Linked DNA regions of Hordeum vulgare: all the other regions are linked to region 3. A link is a contact called in public Hi-C data. All regions are on one chromosome and are shown on one strand. The core of a region is the stretch at or near the end of the contact, and the rest is flanking DNA. Distances in the headings are between cores, read along the strand shown. Region 1 holds the start of LOC123398233 (two pore potassium channel c-like). Region 2 holds the start of LOC123452608 (myb family transcription factor PHL7-like). Region 3 holds the start of LOC123396356 (transcription initiation factor TFIID subunit 15).

Region 1 (4,379 bases), core at 1,377-3,876, 340 kb before region 3:
CTCAGGGTTGTCATACAACACAAAGCATGGTTGAGTTACCAAAACATGCACAAAAGTCAGCAATACAATACTCATAAGTTGATTCATTTACTCAGTCCCGAAGATTTCATTAAAATTTACAATTGTATTTTACTAATAAAAACCATCCTTCCCCCACACGCCATACTTTACATAGGTAACCATTCCGGATCCTATTATGGCACGCTTCTGAGTTGAAAAGGCTGTCAAGCCCTTTGGATTTAGTGCTCTTGCCATCTTACAGCCCTTTAATTGCGCTCTATAATATTTTAAAGCAACAATCCATCACAGAAACATAAGCAAAATACAACGACCAAATAACCATGGCTAGACAACCGATTTCATAATTTTATTCGTACTACTCCCTCCGTTCCTAAATATAAGTCTTCAGATACTTCAATATGGACTACATATGGAGCAAAATGGGTGAATCTAGACTCTAAAATATGTCTATATACATCCATATGTAGCCCGTATTGAAATCTCTAGAAAGACTTATATTTACGATCGGAAGGAGTATATGCCAACAAAAATAAGTAGTGTGGTCATAATTCACCAGAATCACAACTGATAGATGGTGTATATAATTATTCCACATGCATTATATTCAAAGCCCACATATATCCAGTCCCCAAACAGCATGTTCTTCACCCCATATTCAGATTATATATTTGAGCAAATTCAAAATGCAGCACAAAACAAATAATATATCAAGCACTAAGTTGAGTGAAAAAATAAATCATATATCAAGTATTAAGCTGAGTCATTGTTTTATAGTTTCCATTTTTAGCTTTATGTAAGCACAATACAACTGTCAGGATTAGGAATAACCCATTGTAAAAAATAAGCCACAAAACGTATTAGCTCATTTGTGGAAATTATAACAGTGTGTCAGGGAGTGCTAATAATACACCTACTGTCCACTAGCTGGCATCAAGATATTCTATGGCTTGTACTTGTGAGTTCAAGTGTGACTATACTGTAACTGAATGCCAGAGCTGTTGATAATGTCAATGATGTGCTGGTCTCCAACCAGCACACATGTTGCTTAATGTCCGCGAGTTAAGTCTGCAGGGACATAGTACTTTCAAAATCGTTGTACATGCCAAATTGGTGAATGGTATTCAACACAAAGTTCCATACACGAATTGGTCAATGCAGGCATGAAAATAAGGTTTAGTGCTGCGATAACTTACGTGACATAGCCATTGTTGTCGATATCTGCAGCGAGAAACTCTGACACGGTCATGTCTCTGGAGAGCACCCAGTTGGCCATTGCACGGTGCCTCTTGTCGATCCTCATCTCCGCCAAGTAGAGGAATGCCCGTGCCACGGCTAGCGTGGACACAAGAAGCCACGCAGAGGCAAAAAGGCGTCCATGCAGCGTCCTGAACGCGTGATCGCCGTACCCGACCGTGGTCACCGACATCACTGCAAGGTAAACGGCATCAAGCCAGCCCATGCTCTCCACCTTCCTGAGCACGGTGGCCCCAACGCCGACGCAGATGGCCACCACACCAAGGGCAAGGGCGACCTTCATGCGGACGCGCATTCGGCCCTTCTTGATGTCAAAGATGTAGTTGTGCCTGTGCTTGCGTGCAGAGCGGGGGTTCTTGATTGCGGTGATGAGGAGGTGCTCCTGGAGGTCGAGCACATAGGACACCATGCCGGAGAGGAGGATGTCGACGAAGCCGAAGCCGATGAGGACGAAGGATATGGCGAAGAGCTTGGCGGCAGGGCTGGCCGGGGTGATGTCCCCGTAGCCGATTGTGCAGAGCGTGACGATGCAGAAGTAGAGGGCGTCGACGACGGGGTGGGTGGGCCCGGCGGAGGAGGTGAAGTTGGCCGGGAAGGCGGCGTAGAAGGTGACGCCGAGGGCGAGGTAGGCGAGCAAGAAGAGGAAGGCGTGCAGCACGATGGCCGGCCTCCGCGGCGGCGGTGGCGGGTTGTGGTGGTCGGCCTCGGCGGAGGCGGCGAGGACGGCGGCGCTGAGCGGCGCCATGGCGGGCGCGGTGCGGGAGCGGTGGAGGTTGGTGCGGCCGCTGATGAGATTGAAGAGCGAGGGCGTGGTGGGCTGGGGCGGGGCCTCCTCGTCGGAGGGAGGGGAGGAGGAGCAGGACGGGTGGTCGTAGTCGCGGAACGGGTCCGCGTGGCCGACGGAGATGCGGCGGTAGTGGTGGTGCCCCGACGGCGGGGGAGGGGGAGGGGGCGGCGGCGGCGGCGGCGGGTGGTGGGGCCCGAAGATGAGGCGGTCCTTGTAGGAGGAGGCCGGGGAGGGCGGCGGCGCGGCGTCGAAGTTGGAGACCGGCGCGTGCTCCGGCAGCGGGTGGAGCAGCTGCGGCGCCGTGGTCGGGAGCAGCGGGTCCGTGTCCATGGCCGGAGACCACCGACCGGGGCCGGGCGGGGGGGTTTCTTGGTTGGATTCTTGATGAATACCCTCGGGGATTCCTCGATGCGGCCCGAGATTCGTCGGGATTTTGAGCGAGGCGCGACTCGGGTTCTTATCCTCGGGGTCGCCGGTGGGGATGAGGTGATTGAAGGTCGAATGAGGAGGAGGAGGAGGAGGAGGAGGAGGGAAGGAGGGAGGCGGAGGCGGAGGCTGCGGGACGTTGGCGATGGCCACTTGACGACGGCGATGCCTATATTTCTTACGGGCTAATTTTGTCTCGTTTCTCGGGCTTATTATTGTTAATTAAAATGAGATCGGTTGATTTGTTTACGGACGGTCGATCTCGTGAGCGGCGGGAGACGGATCGATGATGCAACGCAATTATAGCAGGGCACATCTCATCTCATCTCTTTTGTCTCTGTCACCGTCAACTAGCCAACTAGGTTTGGGTTTGTGACCATACAAGCCGTTGGATTGAGTGTGTAAGCAACTGTTGAGGAGTTGTCCCACACGCCGCCGACTGTGTTTCCCGACAAACAATTTCATACTCCCTCCATCTAAAATAAATATCTTTAAGCTTCACGCAATTTTGTATTAAAACTAATATAAAATTAAAATACTTATATTTTAAAACAGGAGGAGTATTGCCCATCGTTGATGATCAAAAATTGATAGTGCAAACTAGGATAAACCGAAATAAAATGTAGATCAAGAGCAAACGCGATTCTTTATTAAAAGCAAACAAAAACATAAAAAGTTTTCAAAAGCCATCGTCTATACTTCACGTATTGCGATGAAGGATATATCATGCAGACGTGGAGCTGAGGTTTAAGTTCGGTACAATATCACTTCTACGCCTTTGCAGCGTCACGCGGTCCTAGCATGAAAGACACTTCATCTACGTGCCAAGCGCGTATCCAGGTTTCTCCATCTCCTCGCGTCGAGTTGCTCGCTAGATGCCATGTGAACCAACACAAATGCCGTCGAAAGAAACTAGCGTCTCTTGCGGAATAGGTTTTCCTACTTGGTGATTCAGTACGCTACCAAATGTGTTTATGCCGCCTTTGCTAACCGTTTTACGTGACACAAAGATAAAAGCGTGAGATGTTTGATATCGTTACGTCGCGGGATACACGTTAGACATGCTCCTTAGCTCGAACATGTGTCAGGGAGGAGATGGTTCAGACACATAGGCAAGGTACATGGAAGATAGAGCTTGAGAGAAAATATGGAAACGAATAGAGGAAAAATAAAGTTGACATTTGCATTAACCGCTAGGGATGGGATGAAGAATACTTCATCATGATACATGTTAGACATGCTCCATAGCTCGAACATGTGTCAGGGAGAAGATGGTTCAGACACATAGGCAAGGTACATGGAAGGTAGAGCTTGAGAGAAAATATGGAAACGAATAGAGGAAAAATAAAGTTGACATTTGCATTAACCGCTAGGGATGGGATGAAGAATACTTCATCATCTGGCAAAGGCGGCAACAAAGGCGAATAAGAGAGGGTAAAAGAGTCAAATCATAAAAGTGCGGTAGTATCTTTTATAGTATCATCATAAACTAATGACAATTTATGTACCTCAATTCGTAAAGACTGAAAAGGGCTTTTAAAAAAGGCAGAAGATGAAGGAAAAATAATGAAGGGTAAAAGATATGTAGTGAAAATAATACGAAAATGGGTTAAAATAAGGTTAATTTCTTCTTCCTTTTTTTAATAATTGTCGACACTGTCAAAATGTCTACTTGGCAGCATACTTAAACATTTTTGTTGCAAAAATAATATGCACGTATATTCTAAGCGCTCGGATCATTTCCACCGCACTGGTTTGATAAATTAAGCACAAAAAACAATGACCAGGTAAGTTTAGAATGGACGATCTCATGAGCGGTGGGCGATGGATCGATGATACAACGCAATTATAGCATGTGAGCGGAATAGGGAACGGACGAATGAGATGAGAG
Region 2 (3,996 bases), core at 200-2,699, 380 kb before region 3:
ACATGTTGCGTGCGTAGATCGCTTTTTTTTCAAATCAAGTCAATAATTAGTTTGTCTCAAGATTCGCCGTTTACACACTTGTTGCTTTCCTAAAATTAGTGATCAATGTTTGTCAAGTCTTTTCCTCTCTTTCTACAAACCGGTCCCTCATATCCTCTTTATAGGTCGACATGATAGCCTGATCACCGCTTAGACAAGAAAGAGAAGAGAAAATGTGACCAATTGGACCCTTTCACTTTGTCCCATTTGTCCGGGTTATGAGCAAAATCTCATATCCAGCTCATATATGAGAAGGATATGAGGACTCACGAACATGACCTACCCGAAACCACCTTTGCTCTTTTGTTTATTCTATATCTTTTCATCCCCACCAATCACATGTATGTGATTGACTTTCTTTTACATAAATGATGGCTTAAAACCGACATTGTACGGACACACTTGTGGATATTTATAGAGTCAAATCTGAGGAGATCGTAGATGCCATAGCTTAGTACTCCCTCGACCCGAATTACTTGTTCAAATTTGTCTAGAACTCCAGATACAAATATATCTTGGCACATTTTAGTGTTAAATACATCTGTATCTAGATAAATTTAAGACAAGTAATTTGAAATGGAGGTAATGATATCTAGACAGTCATTTTTTACATTTGCCACACATGATTTTCGATGATGTGTAAGACAAATGAAGGGAAGAGAGAAACAATATGTTTGTAAATCTAACACAGTTTGTAACATGCAATGATTTTGTTGTTGTGTTGATGATGTCTGTAATTCCCCTCTCACAATTTGTTATGGCTGAAATTAGACTATTTATAGACAGGTTATTGTATGGGTTGTTTATATCACTATCGGTAGATAGTGGCAGGAGGAAGAATTTTTACTGAAGTAGGGCAGATGCGTGGTCACAAAATAATATTGAGCGTGAAGCTTTTTTCAACTTCAACACGCGTGTAATTTGAAGTTGCAAAATTCAGGGTGTGACAGAAGCCAAATCTCGCGAGATTGCCGCCTTTGCCATCGTCTGCAGATGACATATAAAGATTTTACACACAGTTATTGTATAAAGTATTTGTACATGTCCGTGCTAGGAGCGTTGACAAATAACTACTACTCGTACCAAGTACACCAACTAGTCACTTTGTGAGATAAACTACAATAAAATCGTAAATGCTCATGTACACACAACACACGTACACACACTCATACTCTAGTTATATGAGCATTTCAAAGATATTAAGCCGACACAACATCTTATGTTGAACCTTGATAGATTGGTAACCATGTGGGTTACGCTCGGTTCACATTTGAGAAAAGATTTTGGGATGTAGAAATACATAATAATGCAGCAGTCTATGGATTGTAGGGTGCCTTACACAAAACTTGGTAAGACAAGGACCTAATTGAAAATAGGTGCAAACCAAACCAGTTTGTCTTGGGCAGGTTTGGGCTGCAATCTGGTCCTTCCGAGCCGGTAGCACAGAGGGAGAGAAGGTGGGAGGCGAATCTCGTGGAATTCTCTCTCCACTGCTCGCCGGAAGCCACGAAATCGCCAACCCACGAATCTTCCCTCACAACCAGTCCACACCGCCGCGCCAAGTTCCGATCTTGCCGCCCGAGCTGCACTCCGGCCGTCCCCAGTCCCCCCGTTCGAGCCTCCCGCCGCGAATTCCGCCGGCTCGTCGACCCTGGCAGGTGAGAAATCCTCGAATTTCTTCTTCAATTCGTTTTGGCCGCGGGGAGGATTCACGGATTTTACCTGCCTCGTTTCCCCCCTCTTGCTTGACCCAAGTAGTAGTTTCCATGGGTGGTCGGAGAAGAGCCCTCACGAGGCTGACCACGGTGGGCCCGCCTCCTCTGGGGGGTGGCTGGCATATGGTTTTCCATCAGGTTCTTGGGGCATCGTAGCCCCTGACGACAACCTGCTATGTTTGGCAATCAGCAGCTGTTAGTTATGTTGGGGGTTGCTCATCTTCTTGCCCTGATAAAAGTGTGAGCTTCCATGGAATACATATTTTGTCTCGCTGGCCAGTTGTTTCTAATGAGAGAATAAGAGGTCGGGATCACAAACAACCATCGCCAGGGCTGTATTTTGGATGAGGTGGCAAACTCCTCTACATAGGAGGAGTTGAGAACACAGAAACTCCTGGAGCTATCGTTTTTCTGTATTAGCATTAGTAGGATGAATTGGCGTTTCTTTCGCAAAAAGAACGATGAATTGGCGTTGAGAAATAAAAACTTTTGTTGGAACGTTGGCTAGAGGTTTCTTTGAAAATATCAGCCCCTTTGGTCCATAACGGGGGGAGGTACTCAATTCTATTAGATTATTCACAATTGATGGCCGTCTGGATGACTAGAATGGCTCATTTTGAGCCACCACCTCACCTATTTGTATCCGTGCTGTTTTGTCTTGCTTAGTGGCCATGAAATTGACCTACCTGAGCTGATCCAGGGCCGCAAGCATGAGCACGCGATGGTGCGCGGTCCCAGCTGTGGGTACAAGTATTCCAATATCAGTTTGTGTTGCCTCTGTGACTCGCATGATTTCATTGACCTGCCTTGTAAATAGAACGACCAGTGGAATGATGGGATAAAGGCATTAGCGCCGATGAAAACAGAAAATGGCTGTTCACTCTAGCATTCTTGGTAGAATATGAGAATTTGAGTTTGTTGCTATGGGCAAATGGCATCTTTGTGGTCTGTTAGCGCTCTCAACTCTTATCTACTAAATTGAATTAAACACTCTCCGTTGTCTTAAATTCAATGTGTGGTCAGTCTTCCTTGAAATACCCGGGTTCTGTTTGAAAAATTGCCATACCATATCTTACTGTTTTTGTCTGTCATACATGTTGCAAGCTGGCGGTCTTTCTCAGTAGATAGGGAGTGAAATATGTCATGGCACCTTCATATTAAGTAGTTATATTTTGTACTTTCATCAATGCAAATTGTTGGTGATGCAAGTCAGACTCCCCCTTCTATTAAAATAGCATGGTTCTCTAAGGAAATAAAATAGCTTCTTCTATTTGGCTCCTTATATCATTTTTTCCCTAGATGATGAACAGTATACCCACCAGCACTAGAGTCTAATCGTAGCAACTCAGTCGCTCACCTGCAGCAAATGGAATCAGGTGAAAACAACATGGGCTCGAATGATGGACCAAACAGCAAAGCTAGCTTGGCTGCGAGGCAACGCTTACGGTGGACAGATGAGTTGCATGAACAATTTGTGGAGGCTGTTACTCAACTTGGCGGTCCTGATAGTACGTATCCACACTGCAACCGTGCTTCATTTCTTACTTTATATGATACTGTTTCTTCTTACTGCCTATAATCAGTTTATGGGACTAGATAGTATAGTTTATTTGAAATCTAAAGGTGATATAGTTTTACATTAATTCTTTTATATTACTCCCTCTGTCCCAAAATAAGTGACTTGACTTTGTACTAACTTTGTGCTAAAGTTAGTATAAAGTTGAGTCAGTTATTTTGGGACGGAGGGAGTACATGACATTGTTATCTCTAGTGAAGTTTTTTTAGCATAGTTTGGAAGTACCAGACGTTCTTCAAAGTGATAGTAGCATGTAAATATGATGGCCAACTCATAACATTGTTTCTAAGTAGGAAGCTTATATATGGTTTTCAGCTGTCACGTTAGCTCAGAACAACACCATATAAGCTTGTAATAAGCATGGTTTGGAGTTTAAGGTGTTACATTAACTTTTATTCTCAAGTAAAAGAGATGACATGTATAAGCAACCATGCATTTATATGAAAATGTACCAAGCAAGAAGCCCTTTTAAGTGAGAGAATCGTAGCTTAAATCACTTGGGTGAGGATCTCATCCATCTAAGCAATTAATAACTTACTTTTATCAGTATTTTTATGTTATTATAAAAGTGAAAGGTATGAATGTTATGACTTATGTTGTATTTATCTGTCAGTTATGTTCATTTGTACCTTTATGTGCTACAGTAATCACATAGGCTTATTATGC
Region 3 (3,959 bases), core at 645-3,144:
TGGCCAATCATTAGGACCAAACAGCCCAGGAGGACCACCAACAGCAGCAGCAGCACGACTGCCTCTTGCATCATCACTACCACGGCCTCTACCCCTACCACCACCACCACCTGATCCACTAACACCAGCAGGGCGAGAGGCTCCACAACGATTACACACACCACGGAAGGCAAAATTTACATTGCCACAGCTGAAAGAAGAAATCATATAAGAAAGGATAGAGTACATAGTAAAGGCCATACTAATTAGCAACAAAAGAGAAGTTGCTCACCAATCGTAACAGACCTTGTATTTGGACACATCCAATCTCCATCTTGCTGCCAAGCTTTTGCTGGACCATCACCACGTCCTCTACCCCTGCCTGACCCGTTATCCAATTCATCTTGTCCAACAATCTCAGCATCGACGCTCACATTGGTGAAGTTATCAACTGTGTCTTTGTTTTTTGACTCAGCTATGTGAACCTGGATGATGCTTCCATGGAAATCCTTATTGTTGAACCATTCCACAGCAGCTGAAGCAGCATGGGGATCTTCATAGGTGACTGTTGCATCACCCTTTGGTTCATTTGTAACTTTGTCCCTGTATATCCAAATCTTTGGGTGGCCAGTCCTTTTGTCCTTCTGATGAGATACGAGAACAAGAAATGACAAATATATCATGACATGGAATTAACAAGCGCTTACAAGACCATTCAAGAACTTGCATGTGGTTGCGAAAATGTTACCTGGTAAGACCCATACCTTTAGCAACCCTATGGTGCCAAAATATTCAGCCAACATGGTCTCATCAGTTCCAGGAGGCAGATTGCATACATAAATAGAGCCATTTGGGGGTCCGCGAGACATATATCCAGCCATCTGTTAACACAAAGGTCAGATGTGGATGATTAGTGCAATTCCTCAAAGCATGTTTTTGAAACAATATCACAAGCACAAAAGTGCAAATGGCAAAAATAGCAACGAGAAGAACAGAGCAGGCCAGGTAGTAAACAGGAAGAAGATAAAAAGGGGGATACACCATGGATTATTAACATATCATAAGCTTACAAGAAAGTTACTCCCTCCGAGTCGCTGAAACGGATGTATCTAGCACTGAAATACGTCTATGATACATCTGTTTGAGCGACAACTAATATGGATCGGAGGGAGTGCCCATAATGCTAAGTCACTGGTTCAGCATGGTGAAGTTAAGTGGATGAGATATGAACAACCTTACATCATTGTTTAATTCAGGGGCTGCATCGCATGCAATAGGTAAACCTGATGGCATTCTTAGTTGCAAAAATTGACACATCACATGTTAATTTGTGATGTTACTGCATTTTAGCAGAAAACTTGGAGAGGATGCATATTCCATCACCAAGCTGGATGCACATGAAGAGCTACCAATTTGACATGTCTACTTATCACACGTAATACAACGACAATTGCAGATATATTTAACCAACCGTACAAATGATGGGCCCAAAACACAGCCCAAAATCTAGCGCAACATTCAAACAACAAACAGATGACAAGGCTGACAGAGAGCACCAGAACACCGTGTTTGACAACTGGATCAGAGTCGAGGTCCTCAACGATATTTTTTACCAGCGTGAGAAATCCAACGGGTCACGCATGTGAGTGTTGAGCACATAGTCTATAGAACGTAACTAAACCCCCGTCGCTGAAGCAGAAATCCCTTGAATTCCCTCACCGGGCGACAAACCGCGGCGAGCGAGAGGGGGCGGCGAGGCTTTACCTAGTCCGGGATGCGCCGAGGTTGACGGCGCGGATCGAAGGCGTGCGCGGAGGACCGCGCGCCTCGTGCTCTGCCGACGGGAACGCGGCGGCGGCCGCGTGGTTGAGAAGCCGCGACGGCGCTAGGTTTGGGCGGATCTCAGCGCTCACTGCGTGCTTGGGGATGGCGTTTCGTGGGCGATGGGCACACGCAATTAGGGCGAGGGCAGGGCAGGCTGAGATGCTGGGCTTCTGGGCTGTCAACGTTTGTCAGCTGGGTTGAAAAGAAATGGGCCAAATTCGGTTGGACCGGTGATTTGTAACCCCTGGATCCCATAAGACTCACAAAAAAAACGAATATTTTTTTTTAAAATCCTTCATGTATCACCTTTCGCCGGGCAGACCAGATGGTTTTTCAAACACCCCACGCCGCACATGGTTTTATTTTAGCTATTTATCAATCTTGCAAAAAGAAATAAGATCAACAATAGTTTATTCCATTACTATAGTGTTACAATCCTTTGACAAGAGATCGTGAATGCATAGAAGTCCTCTGTCGAACCACATACTCGTAGCTGGCTCAGAGAGAACAACTGTTGAAGAAGCTGGAGGCAGCTCGTTCATTACCAGCTACTAGACCGACGACTTGGAGCCCACCTCCAGACCAACACGCAAAGCTGAACGTTGATGCATCAGTAGCGCGACATGAAGGTTTTGGGATGGTTGCAGTGATTTCTCAGAACGATAGATGCGCCTTTCAATGGCATCGACGATGGTTTGTGGAAATATTGATGATCCCGAGATACTGGAGACGTTGTCGGTCCATGAAGCACTAGCGCTTTGAGATGATTTTTACTTGCAAAAATATGGTGTTGCTTATGATTGCGAAGTGGTCGCGGAGGCTATCAAATCTGAAATGATGCATTGTATGAGGTTGTAGCACATGAATTAGTAGAACAATCCAGAGTCTTTTTTTTCTTTTTGATTAACCATGAATCTAGAACCTCGAATATAAAGGCTAACAGACTTGCGAAGCATGTTTTAACGTTGGTTAGGCCAGCCGGAAAATCTTGGTTTCATCTTTGTAAATTTCGTGACGGTTGAATAAAGTTTAACGAGTTTGTCTCAAGAAAAAGACTAATGTTTATCTCTCCTTTAATAATAATAAATCAGTTAATGCTTCTGTCGTACGCCATGATGTTTTTACAAAAAAACTCCTCCTATTTTTGACAAATCAACCCGCAGTCCCTACTTTAGTTGATTCAGAAAAAACGTTTCACTTTTATAAAAAAAACTTGTAACCCGTCTCTGCCCGAACCGGACCGCACCGCCGCGTGCAGCTCCCTCCTGATCGAGCTCCCCTCGCGCCCGCAAGCCTCCTCACCGGTGACCCCACACCGCCGCCACGCCCCGTCGGACCTCCGGCCGCTCTGGCGCCTCGCCCCTCTCCCTTCTCCTCCTTCCTCTCAATCTTCTCGCATCTCTCCCTCTTTCTCGCTGAACAGGGACCTCCAGGAGGGCCATGGCGCCGCCGGCCCTCAATCTCGCCAGATCTGACAGCGTCCACGCCAAATCCACCGAAAATGGATCCACCACGGCCAGATCCGACCGGGCCTCGATCAGAATCTCCATCAAATCTCGCCGCATTGCAACTTCCAGAGTAACGCCCAATGTCGCCGGCGAAGGAAAATCATCCGTCGAGCCGTCCATCCCTGAGGCGGCTACACCAAAGGTATGTCGCCTCTTGAAAGTTAATCAGCGATATAAGCCCGTGTTTTAGTTTTTTTTTTTGAAAAATTGGTGATACTTCTGATTGCTCTTCAGATTCTTATTTCCCTCTCAGTTCTATGTATGTTCCTGTACTTTCAATTGAATCTTCAGTTCTCAAAATTGCTGCAACTTGCAATCAACCCTGATGAAGAACCTAGATGCGTAGATTGATGTGTAAAAAAAGACTAATGACTTACGTTTTAACTTGGGGTATGCATGGATGCATGTGCGTACCTACATCTACTCACAGTTCAATTAGCATATTCAGTGTTCTATGCATCATTGTTCATCTTCTGGCCATACAATTCCAGAAAAGAAAGAGTTTCGGCAACAGTTAATAGGAAGTGAGCAGGGAGATAATGAACATGTAAAGCAGTTTTTTTTAGAAAGTAAAACTGGAGTTCGGTTTGTACTTCAGCCATCACTTAAGAAGTTCTTCACCACCTGTAAATTCTTTGGGAGCTTCCA

What was found. Hi-C and Micro-C count contacts between places; a contact is called where the count stands out from the background.
Region 1: a Hi-C map of seedling shows a contact between it and region 3, with 4 times the contacts expected there. The contact joins the promoter of LOC123398233 here to the promoter of LOC123396356 in region 3. A contact is called at or near these places in 1 of 6 Hi-C or Micro-C datasets (seedling) and 1 of 1 datasets of contacts at active chromatin or transcription factors (embryo).
Region 2: a Hi-C map of leaf shows a contact between it and region 3, with 4 times the contacts expected there. The contact joins the promoter of LOC123452608 here to the promoter of LOC123396356 in region 3. A contact is called at or near these places in 2 of 6 Hi-C or Micro-C datasets (leaf and seedling).

The regions. Positions count from the first base shown.
Region 1 is chr5H:381,892,688-381,897,066 of MorexV3_pseudomolecules_assembly, forward strand. It overlaps LOC123398233 (two pore potassium channel c-like), which reads right to left and starts at 2,627. Exons shown (of 2, transcript XM_045092727.1): 1 at 1,215-2,627. The coding sequence starts at 2,392.
Region 2 is chr5H:381,848,695-381,852,690 of MorexV3_pseudomolecules_assembly, forward strand. LOC123452608 (myb family transcription factor PHL7-like) reads left to right here and starts at 1,450. Exons shown (of 7, transcript XM_045129288.1): 1 at 1,450-1,697; 2 at 3,131-3,262. The coding sequence starts at 3,142.
Region 3 is chr5H:382,229,928-382,233,886 of MorexV3_pseudomolecules_assembly, forward strand. LOC123396356 (transcription initiation factor TFIID subunit 15) reads right to left here and starts at 1,895. Exons shown (of 8, transcript XM_045091310.1): 1 at 1,744-1,895; 2 at 744-860; 3 at 286-623; 4 at 1-190. The coding sequence starts at 860.